2 separate regions of the Manis pentadactyla genome follow, and region 1 is linked to region 2. The links are chromatin contacts, called in public Hi-C maps. All regions are on one chromosome and are shown on one strand. Each heading gives the region's core, a stretch centred on a gene start, on an enhancer-like site or on the middle of the called end of the contact. The rest is flanking DNA. Distances are from core to core; before and after follow the strand shown. Region 1 holds the start of PAK4 (p21 (RAC1) activated kinase 4). Region 2 holds the start of LRFN1 (leucine rich repeat and fibronectin type III domain containing 1).

Region 1 (5,160 bases), core at 858-3,357, 170 kb before region 2:
TAATGCCCTACTGTTTGTGCAGGGCATTAAAGAGGCAAAAGCTGTTCCTAGCCCTCCTCCCATCATCGTGACCTGGATAAAGTGCCATCATCTCAGCTACTAGACTTGCTTCTTTTAAAAACCGGGGACTCTGGAAGGCATGAAGATTTCAAAAGAGCACAAAAACAAGAATGTCTAATGCTGGCGAGGATACTATTTAAAGGACATATTTCCTCCGAATGCTGGTGGGAGGGTAAATCGGATCCCTGTAACACAACCTGGCAGTATGCATCCCAGGCCATGGGGAGGCAGCAGAGAGCAGCTAGCGAGAGCCTGCTTAGGTTTCAAGGCTAGCGCTGAGCCCTGGCTCTGCCCCATTAGCGTGTGTGAGACTTTGAGCAAATGGAGTTACTTTTCTAAGTCTCAAGTTTCCTCCTCTGTGAAGCAAGTATAATCACAGTCCCTGTTGTTAAAATTACAGGGCTTAGCACCATGCATGGTGCATAGAAATGTTCCAAGCATGGAAACTGTTACTATTATTAAATCTGAAAGATGTGCATTTCTTTTGACCCAGCCATTCCGCCTGTGGTAATCTCTTCAAAGGAAATAATTAGAGTTGTGCACAAATATTTAGCTGCTTGGATTTTTTGGGGGGTGAAATTATTTATAAAAGCAAAATATTTATCACTGCTTAGATATTCAACAAGAAAGAGTGATTAAACAAATTAGTTCATTGATAGTATGGCATTTTATTGCACCATTAAAACGAATGTTCTCAAAGAATGCTTAATGACATGGAAAGATACTGGTGATATTTATAATCTTGTATTAAAAAGACAAAATTCTCTATAAATACGTGGTTCCCATTCTGTATTTTTTTTTAAAGGTAGGTAAAATGTATGGAAAAAATGATTCATTGTACAATCATTCATTCATTTATTCTGCAGATATTAATTAAATGCCTACTATGTGCTAGACACTGGTGCTGGGGGAGGGGGACATGTACTAAACATGTAAGAGTATCTCTGAGGGAGTGGAATTAGGACTCATTCGACTAACCATTCAACACATGTTTATAGTACCAGGGCACTGGGCTTGTACAGTGAACAAAACAAAACTCCATGCTTCCATGGAGCTTATATTCCAGTAGGGGAGAAAATCAAAAACAATAAGAACAATTAGTTAATTATTGAGTATGTTAGAAGGTAATTAGAGCAACAGAAAATGAGAAAAGCAGACAAGGTGGGGGGTTTAGTAGCACATGAGAGGAATGTTTGCTGCTTTAGAGTGGGCAGAAGTAATTTCACTGATAAGGTGGCATTTGAGTAAAACCCTTTAGTAGGGGAGGGAGGGGGCCATGAAGATACCTGTGGATAGAGTCTATTCCAGACAGAAGGAACAGCCAGTGCGAAGACCTTAAGGTGGGAGAGCACCTGGTATTTCCTGGACGAGCAAGGTGGCTGGAGCTCAGTGAGTAAAATCATAGAAGACATCCGAGTTTAATTTATGGGTTCTTTTTTTCACCCCGAATTTTTTTTGACAAATGATTAACTTTAAAAAGTGTAAAAACGGTTAAGATCCAATGGTGTATCTCTTCTAGGTCATGTTACCGGGCGCAGACTGTCATTCAGAACTCATTACCTGAGACGGCTAGTTCGCATCCGCTTTGAGCCTGTTTCTTTATCTGTAAAATGGGTATTAATAATACAACAGCGTTGTGGTGAATATTCACGGAGACGAACAAGTGAAGCACTATGGGCCAGAGTAAGTGCTTAAGAAGTGTTTCTGGCCATTATTCTCCTTTACTGCCTTCCACCCAATAACTTCTTTTGGTGTAAAGTGGGAATGGGTGTTACAATAGCCATTTCCCCTTTAAGAACCCGAGTGGGTTTCTAGAAGGACCGGAAAAAAAAAAAAAAAAGGAACCCGAGTGGGCCTGGAGCCAGCCTTCCCGCACCCTTTCCAAATTTTCCAATCCCTGCTTGGCATTTTCAGCCCGAGGGCCTCTGATTGGACAATCTGCACCAATCAGCGACTTCAGCGGGCGCTGCCAAGAGCCCAGCTCCGCCCCTGGGTGGGCCCTGCCCCCGCCCGATCAGCCCCGTTGCTATGGAGACTGGTGGGCGGCGAGGGGGGGGTAAAGCCCCGGATGTTCGTTGGGGATTTAACATGGCGGCGGCAGTGGCCGCGGTGGTGGCGGCGCAAGAGAGCTAAGGACAGCGTGAGGGCGCGGAGTTCCGGGTGGAGCAGCTAGGCCGCGAGCGACGGCAGTGCCGAACCGGTAGAAAAGCGGTCGGGCCAGGGAATTGTGGTGGGCCGAGCGATGGCGGTGGGAGGTTTACACAAGTAGGGGGCGGGGCCGCTGAGGTCAAAGTTCACTCCTGGAAGGGTCGCGTCCGAGGGATCGGGGGTCAGTGCTGTGGGGAAGGGGAGGGGAGGTCAAAGGTCAAACTAGCCAAAGGGGCGTGGCGAAGGGGAGCGCAAAGTTCGAAATTTGAAGTGGAGGCGCGTTTGAGGGGTCGGAGCGATCGTCAAAAAAGGGGGTCAAAATAATTTGACGGGAGAGTACCTCTGTGAGGGGCAGAGGGCACAACCGTAGGGGTGGCGGGTTGGAGGGTCAGGGTAATAACCAGCGGAGCAGATGAATGAGATTTAGGTTGGGGGGCATCTTATGGAATCAAAGGTTGGGCGTGCCCGAAGGGGCAGAGGTCAGACTCTGCCGGCTGATACGAAGTTCCTGAGTGTCAGAAGTTAAAACCCAAGTAGGATAGATTGCTGGGGAGGAGGAACAGGGGAGGCCAAGAGAGAGATCAAAGGTGCTTGCTTCTTGGTGGAGGAAAGCGGGAGCCCCCTCCCACAAATAATGAAAATAATAGCCAACACTCATAAATCACTTACCATGTGCCAGGCCCTAGTATAAATGCTTTACATATATTTAATCCTCACCACAACTTTATGGGGGTGGTGCTGTTATCAGAGGTTAAGTGATTTGCCCAGGGTCACCTAATGAGTAAGTTGTAGGATGGGGATTCGCACTCGAATTTTGGGCCTAGAGTCATACTACACTCTCCTGCTTCTCAACAATCCTAATGTTGGTTAATATTTAATGAGGGCTAATGCTGCGCTCAGCACCCTGCATGCCTGGCCTTGTTATATCACGATCTTGTGAAGTGGGTACTAGATAGACCCATTTTACAGATAGGAAAAGTGAGGCTCAGAGAGCTTCTGCTAAGTGACAGAAGCAGATTGGGAGCTGGGTCTGAATGATTCCAGAGGTCCTGCCCCCCTGGTCACCACATTGTAGATTGTTGAAAGTCTGTTCCTGACAAGGCTGGGCCACTCCTTGGGAGGAACAAATTGTCTCTTTGGCCTTCAAGGAAGGGTGTGATGTGGGAGGAGAGGTTCCCATGGGTGTATGGGAGTGGGGTGTTTGTGGGTGGTCTAGAGGCCAAGTGAGTCTGATGGGCCTCTGGCTGGGGAGGCTGTTTTTAGGTGGCACCTTGGTACAAAGTTGGGTGTTCTCTGTACTTAAGACCCCACACTCTCATCATGGTCCCTGGTCACTCCCACCTCATTTCCTACTGCTCTTCCCATCCCTACCCAGGGGTGGGGGGGCCACCCACACTGGCCTATTTGCTATTCTTCAACTCTGTAGGCTTATGCTTCCCTCCAGGTCTCTGACCTTCCTGTTCTCTCTGCCTGGAATCCTTTCTCCACCCTGCCCCCCTCACTCACATGTCACTCACCACAGCCCCACCAGGACCACCCCAGCACTCACTGCCCTCAGACACTTTATCTCACTTCTTGTGTTTTCCCCAGCCCTGTGCTCTGTCCTTACCTTGTTTATCCCGGCAGTTTTGTTGTCTGCCTCCCCCACTAGCATATGGGCCGCACACAGGCAGGAATCTCTCTGTGTTCCCTCCCTGAATCCCCGTCTGAAGCAATGCCTAGCCTATGGAGAATGCTTGACCATCGGTGGCTGAATTTTGGACATTGTGCTCAGTGCTGAGGCTGCAGTAGTAGACAGGACACACAGAGTTCCTGGCCTCTGAGGACTCTCAGTGTCCCTTGGTGGGAGCAGACGAACCAGACCCCCAGCCAGGGATACGTGGCTACATATCTACCCCTAAGGTGCCTGGCCTGGGAGGGGCAGTGGAGCAGGGTTGGGGATGCTAAGTAGCTGTGGGGCAGGACTGGGGAATGGTTCAGAGAGAGGATGCTATAAGCAGGGATGCCTGGTTCACATTCACCTCCACCAGCCCCTGGCTGTGTGGCTGTGGGCAAATCACTTAACTTCTCTGGGCCTCAGTTTCCTCCTCTGCATAATGGGAATACTGATAGTGGTGACCTCCTAGAATTGCTGTGAGGATACAGAGTGAGAAGTGCATGGCCCAAGGCCTGGCTCACACTAGGTGCTGTGTAAGCATTGTCCTGATGCTGCTTCCCAAAGAGGGCTGAAGGGGCCTCTCCCCGCCTGCCTCCTGGCTTCCTCTGGCAGCCGCCCCACCCCCACCTGGCTGTAGCAGGGTCACCGTGTGGGCACCCCACCTGGCAGCCTTGTGAACTGGCCTGGCCTTGGGTGTCACCGTGCCCGCTCCCTCGACCTCTTGTGCTTGGCCAGATAAGGAGGGGTAGAGCTTGGGCCCTGGAGATCCCATTCAGGGCCCTGCCTGTCACTTTCCGGTGTTGGGATCTTGGGCGAGTAATTTCTTACATGCCAGTTTTGTTCCGGAGCTTCCAGTATAACAACCCCCCACCCCCAGCCCCGCTGCCCCCAGCGTCCGTGGGACAGAACACTGCAGATCCTGTTAAAGGCCCCTTTCCTCTCCCCAGTCCCTCGATGCCCTCCCTGCCGGTTTGCCACTGTCCTGGCTTTGGTGGTCAGCATTCCTCTGCAGGTGTCCCTACCTTTACTACCTTTGAATGTATTCACAAACGCTAGAGCAATAGCCTTCAGCCCTGGCTACACATTGCAGTCACCTGCAGGGCTTTCAAAATGCCATTACCCAGGCCTGCTGTAGAGATTCTGACACAGATTTACTTGGTTTGGGGTGGGGCCAGCATCTAATGACCAGCCAGGGTTGACCACCACTGTCTTATAGTTTTACAGATCAGACAAGTGCTATTGTGGTAACTAACCTGCTTTTTCTGCTCACCGTTAGAGTTTGGGTATTTGGATGG
Region 2 (5,475 bases), core at 1,476-3,975:
AAGGAACAAAATGACTCTATTAGCATCCTTCAGGCTCCTCTCTGAGGACCTGCCTCAGAGACCATCTCAGTCAAGGAAGTCCCTGGTGTGATCATTCTCTGCCCTCCTGCTGCAGGCCCTGCAGAGTCTCAAATGGATCTAGGAAGTCATCTCTGGAAACCAGAGAGTCTGGGCCTCAGGACTGTTCACCTCCAAAGCCCAAGAGTCCAGGACTCCTTTGGGGGATCCAGAGGCCAGGGGTCCCAGCCCCCACCCCCCTCAAGACCCTGGAGTCTGGAACCCCATGTTCCTCCTCCCTCAGACTCAAGGCTCCAGGTCTCATTCCCTTCCTTTCTCAAGACCCAGGAATCTGCCCTCCCACTAGGCTCCTCTTTCAAGATCCACAACTCTAGGCTCCCAGCCTCCTCCTTCCAGAGTTCACATCCCAGTCCCCCAACTTCAAAAACCTGAGTGATACCAGGAATGGGGAAGAGCCAGAGGTTCCCATCCTCACCATCACACCACTGTCACACCAACATGTGTGGACATCCACATAGGCCCACAACCCTAGTCTCTACTTTTGGCTTTCCATGGACACTCTAGCATGATCTGTGTTACCCCAATTCTCCGTGGGCTTGTGGCCTGGGACGTGGACACAGTTATGTCCATGGACCCCCTGAATGAACCACATGGGTCATGCCACATGGGCCCCAGTCTTGCTGGGCCCAGAATGGAGGTAGCCCTGTGCCAGGGACAGTCACATGCGTGCATATCACTCTGCACATAAATGTTGAATGTATACAACCACAGTCCCCAGAGACGAACACTGATGCATAAATGGACTCACAGACACATACTCTCAAGGTTGGCACACATGCACACAACCACACACATACAGCATTGACTTTCCCTTGCGCATTCACACACACAGGTACACACACACAACAGAGAAATCCATGTGCTCCCTTGCAGAGAACCAGGTACATGCACCTATAACAGATATACCTTGCACACTCACCAACACACAGGGACACACATATATAACAGATACTCATTTGCACAAAGATACACAGGTGCACACTCTTAAATGCCCAACACAGTCAGATTTCTCAGATCCCCATAATGCCCGGACACAAAGCTGATACATTCCTATGCCAAGAAATGCACAGTTGCACACACTAGCTGATACATATCTCACACACATACACAGAACTGTAAGCATACACAGACACTGACAAGGCTGATACACACTCAAGCAAGCACACAGGCATGCCAAGATCCACCTTTGCACAGACACTGAGATGTTCACTCATAACAGACACATGCTCACATAACAGCCGGGCAAGGGATTTATACACCTACAAATGCACACAAAAAACCTGAACCACAGTAGCATAGTCAACTGATAGGCAGAGATTCATACTCACAGTCATGCACACAACATACCTCCCAGCCCTAAGGTCTCCCACCCCACCTACTTCCCAGGCCAAAGAAATCCTAACATCCCTCCTTCTCAGAACATCCCCCACAACCCCAACCAAGGCACAAGCCAAGGCCAGAGGTCAGAGTTGAGCGGGTCAAATCTCAGAGGGTTGGGAGCCTAGTCCTAGAGCACAGGTCCAAACAGATCCTCCCACCAGCAGCCCAAAGGTACCCCAGCCTGGCCATCTGTATGCAGGCAACTCTGGCCCCATCTGCAGAGATCTGGCAGGTTGGGGGATTGGGGTTGGGTGGGGTGGGTGGGGAAGGGCCGGGTCTGCGCCTCTCCCCTCGGGGCCCATCTGTCCATCCCTCGGCTTTGCATCCCTCCATCTGTCCACCTACCGGCCTCCCATCCCCCCTCCCAGTCACCGGGAAGGGGAAGACATGGCCGTCTCCCACAAGGACCGCTGAGGACCCCCCCAGTTGACATGGACCGAAGGAACGGCAAACTGCCCCCCATCAAACCCACACAGAGGCCTGGACCCACAAGGCGCGGAGACCCAGCCGCCAGCCAGGAACCTGATGTGGACGCACAGACACACACCCTCGGAGACATACAACCCGCAGACACACACACACACACACACACACACACACACACACACACACACAAATGGACACCCGAACGGGCACACCCGGCTACACAGACCCTCGGATGGACATCCACCCTGGACACAAACACCCAACACAGCTCGCCGCGCGCACACACTCGCCGGGGGGTACCCACACCTGGGCACACAACCCACGCACACACACCTGCACACAGCCTCTCCGATGGGCGCGCGACAGCCCCCCAGACACACAGCCGGAGGGGCGGCCACTCGGGGGACACACACGCGCGGCCGGACACCGCACCTCGGCTCAACACCCAGCGCACACCCGGATGGCCACACAAGCAGGGCGCCGCACACGCCGGCGCCGGGCACACACACAGGGCCGCGCGAGCGCACGCCGGGCCCGCCGCAACGCCGCGGACACACACTCACTCGCTCGCACGCTCACACCGGCGCCCCCGCCCGCCGCCTCCCGGGCCGCTGCGGGCCGCGCTCACCCAGCCCAGGAGGGGGGGCCCCGGGCCCGGCCCCGCCGCCGCCGCCGCCTCGCTCCGCGCCATGGTGGGGGGAGGGCCGGGGGAGGGGGCGCGGTGCTGCGGGGCCGCCTCCCTCCCGCCTCCCGCCCTCCCTCCCGAGCCGCCGCCGAGCTCCGCCCTCCGCACCGCCCGCCGCCCGAGTCCCGCCGCCGCCACCGCCGCAAGGGGGGAGGGGGCGCCGGCCGGAGTGGGCGGGCGGGGCGGCCGCACACCTAGACCCCTGCCCCGAGCTCGCCGCAGACCCCTCTCACTGCGGAGCCGCGGGCCCGCCCCCGTCCCCTCCCAAGCCCCACCTCCAGCCCCACCGGCTTCCCCAGAGACCCCCAGACCACGCCCCGACTGGCTTGGGGACCCCGAATCTCCCAATGGAGACCTCGGGTGAAGTCCCAATACCCAGGGGGACTTCAGACCTTGTCTTAGATCCTTTGAGGACCCTGACCATGTTCTACAGCCACCCAGGACCACAAATCATGTCCTATTCTCCTTGATGACCTCAGACCCTCCACCACACCCCATGAGGGACCCCAAATCATGTCATCAACTCCCAGGGGAGTCCAGATCATAACCCCGCGTCCAAGAAGATTCAGAGCATCCCCACCGGGAACCCTATATTATACCCCAACATTCAGGTGGACTCCAGGACCACACCCCATCCTTCAGGGACTCTAGACCATACTCCAACATTCAGAGGTCCCAGACTATATGTCAGCATGCAGGGAGTCCCCAGATCATGCCTTACTCCCTTTGGGGGCCCAGACCATTTTTGACAGCCACCCAGGATCACAAACCATACCCTACTGCTTCTTGGGCACCCCACCCCCAACCCCCAGCAGGCATGTTCTTCCACCCTCTAGGACCTCAAACCATTCCCTGACTCCAAGTAGGGATTCCAGGCCATGTCTAACTTCTAGGGGGCCCCCAAAAAAGTCTCTTATTCCCTTAGGAGACTCTAAACTTTCCCCAGTACCCCCCGTTATACCCCTGACCATCCCTCCTTTCAAGGCACCTCTTGGTTTTCAGAGCCCTTGATTTGCCCCAGATTCTTTCCCTGCCTCCTCCCTGTTCCTATTCTCTCTCTTGGACCCTTCCCCCCCCCCCCCCCCGTGACCTCCGTGGAGCCCAGGATTCCTTGTTTCTTCCTTGTTTAGCCTCCTTCATTGCTCAACTCCTACCCAATAGCTGACCCCCTGGCCCCTCCCCCAGATCACACTGAGTATCTCAGGCCACTTTCTACCTAGTTCTGAAACACCAGTCCCCCAAACCCAGCAAGACCACCCCTCCAAATCTCTCTTGTTGCAGTTCTGTAGGTCCCTGGCAGCCCCAACCCTTCCCATTTTGGATCCCACTGTATCAAGATTCTCCCTCAAGCCCTTTCCCTAAATTCTTCCTAGCTGCAAAGCCTGCCCTGTCCCCTAGATCAAAATAACCCCTGCAGAGCCTCCCACTAGTAAAACTTGACCCCATTTGCAACCATTAGATGCCTGGGGACACTCAGAATCCCACAAGTCTCCAGATTCCACCATCATCACCACCACCACCCAAGTACCATCCCTACCCTTCACCCTGGTCTTCGTGCTCCCAGCTGGCGCATGGAGATCCAGGGCTGGGAGGACATAGGTGGGAAAATACTAACAACAACAGCGAAAGTGGAGCACTACTATGTGCCACAGATCGTTGTAAGGGCTTCACGAATCCAACTGCATTCACCCTTCACAGGAGCCAGATGAGGTGATCCCATCTGTATCCCTGTCTTACAGATGGGGAAAATTGAGCCACAGAGAGGTTTTGTCACTTGCCTAAGGTCACACAGATAGTAAATGGCAGAACAAGGTGGAGATGAAGGGAGACAAGGTAAGGGCAGGTCTGGGATGGACAGGAGTGGACAGGGGAGGAGAAAGGAGAAGAAAAATAGCAATAAAATGTGCTCTGTGAGTGAGGCTGTATCTGCTTGGGCTCAGGCGTTTTGTTTCTTTAGGTTTGGGGGCCACTCCTTCAAGAGATGGTACAAACTAGGGACCACCAACCCTCTTTCTGCTAACTTCCTCTCTAGGCTCCCACAGACCAGGTTCCCTAGTTTTTGAATTCAGGTCCTAGGACTTCCCTGGGACACTTCTCCCTGCTCACCTTGAATGTAAGTTATACAGAGATACACAGAGATGGAGAAACAAAGGACCTGAGCCCAAGCAGAGACAGCTCCACTCACAGAGCACATCTGGCCCTGTGGTGCACAGATGGATGTTCACTGTAAAATTGTTTCAACTTGACTGTTTGAAATTTTTCATAATAAATGTTGTGGGGCAGGGGAGGGGAAGCAGGACTCTTCTAGAAACTAAGGAGGCAACAACAACAACAAAAGAATAGCCCCAACAGGTCCCAGCATTTCTGTGACATCACCTCATTTTATTTCCCTCATAGCACTTGTCGTTCTTGTTAACAATCTTGTTTACTTGTTTATTATTTATTGTTGACCTCTTTGTTATTGCTTGTTGTTTGGTCATTAAAATGCAAGCCTCCTGAGAGGAGTGGCATGGGCACCAATTTTCTCCAGTGTCCAGAAGAGCTATTGGCACCCTGTAGGTGCTCAGTAAACATGTGTTCTTGAATGCTTCTTAGGAGAGGGCTGGGGAGCTAGGCCCATTCCAGACTTACTGCAGGAGTCACACGAAGGAAGAAACATGATCTCCCAGCCTGGGACACTAGAACAGAAGGGGTATACCCCAGCAGCTGGAGAATGCCCCATGAAGTCAGGGAATATGAGCTGGCCTGTAAAGGAGAGCAGCAGGTAGATAATGCAATTGTTTCCTCACACCCTAATTCCTGCCCTACACCTTCTAACAGAGACTCACACCAATCTCATTCTTCCATCAGGCCCCGCCCCTAAGCCTAGGCCCCACCCTTTGTCACTAACACTGTCTCAAAGCCAA

Evidence for each region. A called contact is a pair of places that touch in the nucleus more often than the background predicts.
Region 1: a Hi-C map of skin fibroblasts shows a contact between it and region 2, with 5 times the contacts expected there. The contact joins the promoter of PAK4 here to the promoter of LRFN1 in region 2. A contact is called at or near these places in 3 of 3 Hi-C or Micro-C datasets (blood, fibroblasts and skin fibroblasts).

What each region holds. Positions count from the first base shown.
Region 1 is chr15:13,084,310-13,089,469 of mManPen7.hap1, reverse strand. It overlaps PAK4 (p21 (RAC1) activated kinase 4), which reads left to right and starts at 2,107. Exons shown (of 10, transcript XM_036894711.2): 1 at 2,107-2,260.
Region 2 is chr15:12,917,028-12,922,502 of mManPen7.hap1, reverse strand. It overlaps LRFN1 (leucine rich repeat and fibronectin type III domain containing 1), which reads right to left and starts at 2,725. Exons shown (of 4, transcript XM_036894706.2): 1 at 2,513-2,725.